2 separate regions of the Anas platyrhynchos genome follow, and region 1 is linked to region 2. Evidence: chromatin contacts called from public Hi-C data. All regions are on one chromosome and are shown on one strand. Each heading gives the region's core, a stretch centred on a gene start, on an enhancer-like site or on the middle of the called end of the contact. The rest is flanking DNA. Distances are from core to core; before and after follow the strand shown. Region 1 has its middle 39 kb from the start of RBBP8. Region 2 overlaps GATA6 (GATA binding protein 6).

Region 1 (3,577 bases), core at 15-2,514, 140 kb before region 2:
GTGAATAATTCCATAAGCTTTGGACACAAATTTTGTTGTATTGTCAGCACTATACATAGGGTGTTTTCCCAAAGTAAGTATGTAGAGAGCACGGCAAGTTTTGATTTTCACACTCTTCCCCTTTGGCTTCTGGTTCTCTTTCTTTCTCTCCTATCCATTCACAATCGGGCAAGGTGCTCTGCTGCTGCCTTTCATTGCTGGGCTCTTGTGCTGCTAGCCACTCTCCAGGACCTGTTCACAAAGAACAGTAAAGCTGTCCAGGACAGCTTTGTGAATCCTATTCCTCCTAAGTAGTTTATGACTTCCCTCAAGCCTGTGGAAATGCTGGTCTGCAGAGACAGCATCCATGGCATGCTGGGATGTCCATTCACTGTGGGAGCCCTGTCATGGTTATTGATGATTCTTTATTTGTAAAATAAAATAATATAAAATAAAATAACATAAAATAAAATCAAATAAAATGAAATAAAATTAAAAATCCATCATAAGGGCAGAAAAAAGATCTACTGGAACAGGGCAGCCCTGCTTGTTCCGCTGACTCACAAACATTTGGTACATATAAACTCAAATTGGTACATAATAAAATCTTCATAACTGAACACTGTGTGAACAAGTATGTTTGGTATTCCTAAAGGCCAGTCTTTTCTTTGAGTTCCTATCCATCAGTCTTTTTGTTTGACTGTGGTCTCTATCAGCAACTAAGAAAATTTTAACCTATTTTGAAACTATCATGCCTTAAAAACAGGACATAACGTGACTCCCTGCTGGGCTAAGCACTCACTGAAGTGAGCAGAGGGTTCAGAAGGTTATAGATACCCTATAAGTGCTAAAAAAGCTTAAAAAAAAAAAAAAAAAGTAAAAAAAAAGTGCAACGTCTTTTATTTCTCATCCACCCCTCTGTAAGTCTGACTACCCTACTACTATTTGAAAATCCCAGCCTGAAGGATTCACAGCCATAAAGCCCAGCACATAACAAGTTGACGTGTTACCCTGCTGCTGTTATTTCTGCGGCTACCTCCCTTTGCGTAAGAGCAATTTGATATATTTTGCATTAAGTTACAGCAAGTTCTGTGTGCCGGGGCTGGGTCCTACTATGCAACACTCAGAAGAATTGTTTGGCTTTAACAAATGCACTGCTGGCACTCATAGCACTGCTGTGAGTATTCTGGAAAGAGACCAGTCATCAGAAAGGATGCCCTTCCCAGAACTGACATGTGGTTTGCACCTTTCTCCTGAGCACTTGCTTGACTCAGTGTTATAAATGACGTAATTCCCTGCTGAGGCTACTAAGGCTGCTTTTCGTCCTCCTCTCTAGCTGTATGCACTGCTGGGACAGAGAGCAAATTCATGGCGAGATGTGATGATACATCACCACAGATGAACACAGAAAGTACAGCCTGCCTGCCCAGTGCATGGTGTGGACGCAGCCATGTGCATAAATGATTCAGCCCCTTCTTTTCCCAATAATAAAAATTTTCTGAATAATGAAAATGTTCCCCAGTAGTTGAAAATTCTACCTTAATGCCAAGACTTCTTGTAATTTAGCTATGGGCACTCTGATGACAATCTGGGCAGAGGAACCCTGTTTTATGTGTTGTGGTGAGGGTTCAGCTGCTGCCTGCCTCTGTAGGCTGGCAAGCAGTAAGTCTGAAAGGAAAAAAATGAGTTAAACTTGCCAACCAGCACCTGATTTCAGCTGGTATGCTAAGCTAAATCAAGGCTATTACAAACAGAGGGACAGAGTATGCATAGTTTCATGTCCCCCTCCCTTCTCTTCCAGATAACGTCCTCACCAGCACATAGAAATTCAGAAATCATAAGCCAAAATCAGAGGAGTGACATAAAAATTTGCTGAAATCAAACAAAAGATCTAGGTTTTCCTTGCCATCTAGCATGCAAACAGATTTCAGTTATTGTTTTGTTACTGTTCTCTACAGTCTCAGGGGATAGAATTATTGGTTTTTATTTCGTTATAGAGCTGAAATTCTCACATGGTCAAATCAAGACATTGCAAGAACCAGAGCTTTAAGGAAAGCACCAAATGTTAGTGAAGCTTGTGATAAAATCGCAAGAACTGGAAACCTTACAGAATCTCAGCCCAGAAGAGAGTTTGACTTAAAAACTGAATAAACGACAAAGGCCTATACCACCTAATGTGTATGAAAAGGTGCAATAATATTGTGAGCCATTTCTGTTCTTTTGTTAGCAATAGAGCCACATAGCAATTTCCGGGACTGTAAAAACATCCTAATAAATTTTCAGTGTTTCCTTGTGTTGGATGAATCACAGAAATGCCGCTAGCCTTGAATAGGTTTAGCATTCAGATCAACTGTTCGAGAGAAATTCAGCCGAATTGGTGCGTAACTAAAAACGGGCTGTAAATCACGGTCACAGACCATACAGGATGGAGGGCTGTTTAACAATTTCACCCACAGTAACTTCCCTTCAGGATGGAAGCATGGCCTTCATCCACAATGGGAAATGAATGTCTCAACCAAAGGGAAGACTGCACCCTCTCGCTGAGCTGGCTGGACGTGGTCAGTGTGTGAGTAAGAGGAGTGTAGGAAACAAGAAGTAACGTTAGGGACCCAGCAGGTCTTTCTGGTGCCACTCATTGACTTTAGCAGCAAAATTGCAGTACGCCATTGCCCCACGCAGGAAGCACAAGGTCTGGCTGTCCTACAACCAGCAGTAATGGGGAGCTTCTACCTCTCATTAAGACTGCCAGTTCACCTGAACTGCCCATCATCAAGTTCCTGTCTGGCAGCAGCTGACCGTGCTCAGGTTGGCACTGAAAATGTGTCCTTGCAACATCTTCAACAGCTGTGGAATGTGCTGGGGCTCTAGCAACAGAAACAAACCCCAGCAGTAATTCAGCTCACTGTTATCAGCAAGGACATACTGGTATAACTGGGATGCCCAGGAGGTCTAATTTGGCTTTGCAGTATTTGAGGCCAGTCTTGGAGGCTCCTTGGGAGAGTTGTCCTTTTTATATAGATGGTAAGAAGAAGATAAATGCTTTTTGGCAAGAACATCACGTCTTCTTGGTACTTCCTTTTAAACACTCTAATGACGCAGGGTGGACTTTGGGAGAAGTTGTAGGTTGAGCCTTTTGCTGTTTCAGCTAAAAAGGGACAATGGTGGGACACAAAGTTCCTGCGGGTGATGGGAATGGGTGGAGGAAGTCCTTCGCTGGGTAAGAGGCAGTCCTTTCCTCCGAGGCCAAAGCGGGAGCGTGTGTCGTGAGGCAGGAAGCAACGCCAGTGGTCATTTGCTTTTCTGAGAGGCCTGCCAGGCCCAGGTCAAGGCAGGCAGAACTGAAGGAGGAAAAACTGCTACAGAGGGATCCAAGAGGAAGGCCAGGAAGGAGGGGACCACAGGTAGGGATGCCAGCTGGAGCAGGCAAGCAGCAGAGGCTTGCCCTGAGGCCTTCTGGTGAGAGAGGGTGGAGGACAAGATGGAGGGGGCAGGCTGCAAGAGACACCGAAATGAAAACAGTGAAAATTGCACTAAGCCGGAAGGACTTTCAAATAACCAGGAAAAAAAAAAAGAAAAAAAAAAAAAAGAAAAAAAAAAA
Region 2 (3,679 bases), core at 819-3,318:
TTCACATCAGGTCCTTATGTTCTGCTGACCCACTAGTAACAAAACCCACATGTGGTGGTGGAAAGTGCCAGGTGCCTCTCCCTTTGGGTAACGTCCCCAAGTTACCACCAGGACTGGTTGTCTCTGTTTCACCCCGTTCACCAGCCCAAGCCCAGCGGTTTCTGCACCCTCTCATACCTCCACAGCACTCATACCACACCAGTATATGCCCTCAATGCCATGCTGAAAAATACCACTTTGGACCACTGTAGGGATCACAGCTGATTTTAAGCACATTGAATGGAAAAAAATATATATAGTTATGGATGAGGGCAACAGGAACAGATCTAGTACCAAACCTGAGACCTAGGGAAGACAAGAGCCTGGGGTAACACACATGTCCAGGATCAATCTGCTCTTGAGGGGTCAGCTAAGCAAAATGTGAGCCTGAGTATTACTTGGCATGGGAGCTCGAAGCAGATGCCTTGAGTCACTGGCTATTTCATTTTGGTTGTTTCCAGAGAAAAGGTGCGATGGTAACAAGTAGCCATATATTGTTGGTGGTGCTTTTTGTTGTTTTTTTTTTTTTTTTTTCAAATGTCAACTCTGAAGCTTCATCCTGGTACTAGGGAGCTGTTCTGGCGTCGTTTTGGCTTGTTCAGCCTTGCTAGTAATTGAGACCCAGAGTCGAACCCTTTCTTTGTTCTTTCTCAGCCCATCCCAAGGGCTGTCACTGAAGAGAAACAGGGATAAGTAAGGAAAGCATCTGGCCAGGCCGTCTATCGGTATCAGTGCTATTGGTGATGTATGAGCCAGAGCAAAGTCCAGCTCACACACCCAGAGCTGTGCCGGCTCAGCAGGACTAAAAGACAAAATTAAAAAAAAAAAAGAGGGAGAGAGAGAGAGAAAGAGAGAGAAATCTTTATTTTGCCAAACAGCTCCAGAAATCAGTACACTTGGAGAGCAGTTTTGTTGAGTAGGGAGGTACCCTTATAAGAGTTCTTGTAGACTTTTTCTATGTATAATCATAACACAGAACCTCCTCGGCATCTGTAGAGTAAGGCAACAGGGTACTGCATCCCCCTTCCCTCTTGCAGAGGGATAAAAACCTGGTTTATCCCTGCTTCTGGTCCAGGGAAGCAAAGTATTTCATTCTTGATGCTTTTGCTGATAAGAAATAATGGGAAACACCTTCCCTATGAAAAGCTGTTTTTTTTTTTTTTCCTTTTTTTTTTTCTTTTTCTTTCCTGCTTATATCACCTAAACGAGCATTTTCAGCCTCAGATCCAAGAGGACTCTTTTTACATAGGGCATTCTTCTATGCCCCATGACACTTGTCTGCAGGAACCACCCTAAGTCAGAACTTGGGTAAAAGTTGATGCTGAGAAGGGAGAAGGGCTTCCCAGGAGCCCTCTTAAGAGATGCCACGGGGTTTCAAAGCAATGTAACCATCCGCAGGTTGCTGGATGTGTATCCTAAAACTCCCTGTTTTTGTTTTAGTATCCTAAAGCTCCCTGGTTTAGGATAATTCCAAGTAATGTAGCTCCGACATATGCAGCCCTCTCCTGCCCAGCAGTGAGTTTCACACTCTGCTATCCAGAAGCGGCACACCAGCTAAGCATGAAAGCTGTTCAACACCAGTTAGCAACAGCTTTTTTTATCCATTTAAGTGTCAACAATGGAAAACCACAGAAGAGGGTATTTCAGCCAACAAATGCTTCAAAAGGAAAGAGATTCACCCTCTTCTCCACACCCTTGGCTTTTTAAACCCAGTGTTTCCCTGCATGGCCCTCTTTGTACTTGGATAGGGCTTTCCATCTGTAAGTCATGAGGTTCAAGCCCATGTGGCCCTCAGGCTAGCAGGACTGGGGTGCACGACCACATCAAACCCCAGGGAGCAAGAGAGCAAGGTGACCCAGCACCAAGGCTGGCGTGACAGCCCCACTGGGGCTGCTGTGCTGGTCCAGAGCAGCCCAAACCCTAGGAGAGGCTTGGTCTGACCCTTTTTGCTAGAAGCTGTTCTTCACCCAGGGCTGTGTCAATCCCTTGGTTCTCACATCAGCTCCTGCGTTAAGGAGGCAGCCTCAACCCTCTGGTTTTTACAGGCCAGGGTCTCAGCCAGTGCACATCAGCATAGCTTCTCCACAAACAGAGGAGCTATCCCACTTCACCTCAAAGGAAAATCTGGCTCAGGGAGGCAAAGACTCACACCACAGCCACTCCATGGGGTGATGGTAGTGCTGGGCATGGTGGTCGGGCATCCCGGCCTGGCAGTGCTGCCTACATAGCTGGAAAACACACAGAGAATCAAGTCTTGATCCCGTCTGCAAAGCAATGCAGAGGACTGGTCCTCAAAGCCAGGCAGGGGTTTTCTGCTCCCCTCAGTAGCTCTTAGTGGTCATCTTTTTTCAGCACCTTCAGTTTTTGCTACCCTTCAGACTTCACCTCCAGAGGGTGACAGAGGCTCACCGCAGAGGGTGACATCCAGGGCTCTGCCACACCATTTGCAGATTTTTACATACACAGGAGACCTCGTGTCTATCCATTAGCGATGGTGTGAAGGCCAAGCAAAACCATGGCAGTCCCCACAAGGTTTGGGACCTGTTCCCTAGGCTTTCATCAGAAAAAAACATCTCATGTGCACTTGTGTGGGTAGGTGTGGGACCCTAGTTTTACATAGCACTAGACGGCATAGAGAGGAACTGTAGGAATACCACACACAGACTTAGCGAGACAGAGCAGACACTTCAATGTGAGAACATCACTGCAGCCATCAGACACGCTGCCTCTATCAGGTACATCTCCGTAGCTTTTAATACAGCTTAACAACTCTGGCTGAGACAAAGGAGAAGGCACAGTGTACAGAAAAAAAAAAAAAAAAGAAAAAAACAACAAATGATACCCTTTTATTTGTAAAGCTCTGATGAGACAACTTTCCAAATGACATCCCATTTGAAAAACAATGGAAACCAACCTAACTATGCGTCAGTCACACTATACAGATTGCATCCTAAATTTTGAAGATGCCTAAATATCTCATGGAGTATTTACATATGTATCAGTTAGGTAGTAAAGTTTCATTGCAATTTGTTTCTTTCCAGCACATACTTATTCAATGGCAAAAAAAAAAGAAAAAAAAAAAAAAAGAAAAGAAAACCAAAAAATAAACAAACAAACAAAAAAAAACACAACCTGGGGATGCATTTGCTTTTTTTTTTTTTTTTTGTACAAAAGTTATGAGCAAATGGCTAGGGCAATTTTCCTGAGAGAAGGCTTGTTCTTTGAAACTCTTGCTTTAACAACTGGAAATACAGAAAGTGGACGTATTTTTTTTTCTTTTTGTTGCACTAAAAAGCCTAAGGATGCCTAGTTAAGTTTTTCTTTTAAATTATTTACGTACCATTAAGTTAAAATGTTTACATTCATTCATTCGTATAAAAACCGTTGTTAAATCTTATGCAAATGATTTAACACTGATTGCTGCAACGCAAATTGCACTTCTTTAAAAAATTATTGTATATATGGAAGAAAAATATCTGATTGCTACCCTGTTTACAAATTTTGACTGACTCTATACAGTTCAGCCGCAAAATATGAACTTTCATAAACCTCAGTCACAGTGTACTTCAAAAGTTATAATGCAGTCTTGCAAAGTGAGTAAATATCTTAAAACAACAACGAAATCTCCTTAACCAGCTCG

Evidence for each region. Hi-C and Micro-C count contacts between places; a contact is called where the count stands out from the background.
Region 1: a Hi-C map of skeletal muscle shows a contact between it and region 2, with 1.7 times the contacts expected there. The contact joins two enhancer-like sites. A contact is called at or near these places in 3 of 8 Hi-C or Micro-C datasets (F5 follicle, liver and skeletal muscle).

Annotation. Positions count from the first base shown.
Region 1 is chr2:54,768,863-54,772,439 of IASCAAS_PekinDuck_T2T, reverse strand. No RefSeq gene overlaps it. Among named protein-coding and RNA genes, the nearest start is that of RBBP8, 39 kb to the left of the region's middle. Within about 2 kb of position 1,264, at least 3 of the 8 cell types and tissues checked have an H3K27ac peak or open chromatin away from gene starts, as enhancers often do.
Region 2 is chr2:54,631,745-54,635,423 of IASCAAS_PekinDuck_T2T, reverse strand. It overlaps GATA6 (GATA binding protein 6), which reads right to left. Exons shown (of 7, transcript XM_027451957.3): 7 at 2,866-3,679. Among named protein-coding and RNA genes, the nearest start is that of GATA6, 21 kb to the right of the region's middle. Within about 2 kb of position 2,068, at least 3 of the 8 cell types and tissues checked have an H3K27ac peak or open chromatin away from gene starts, as enhancers often do.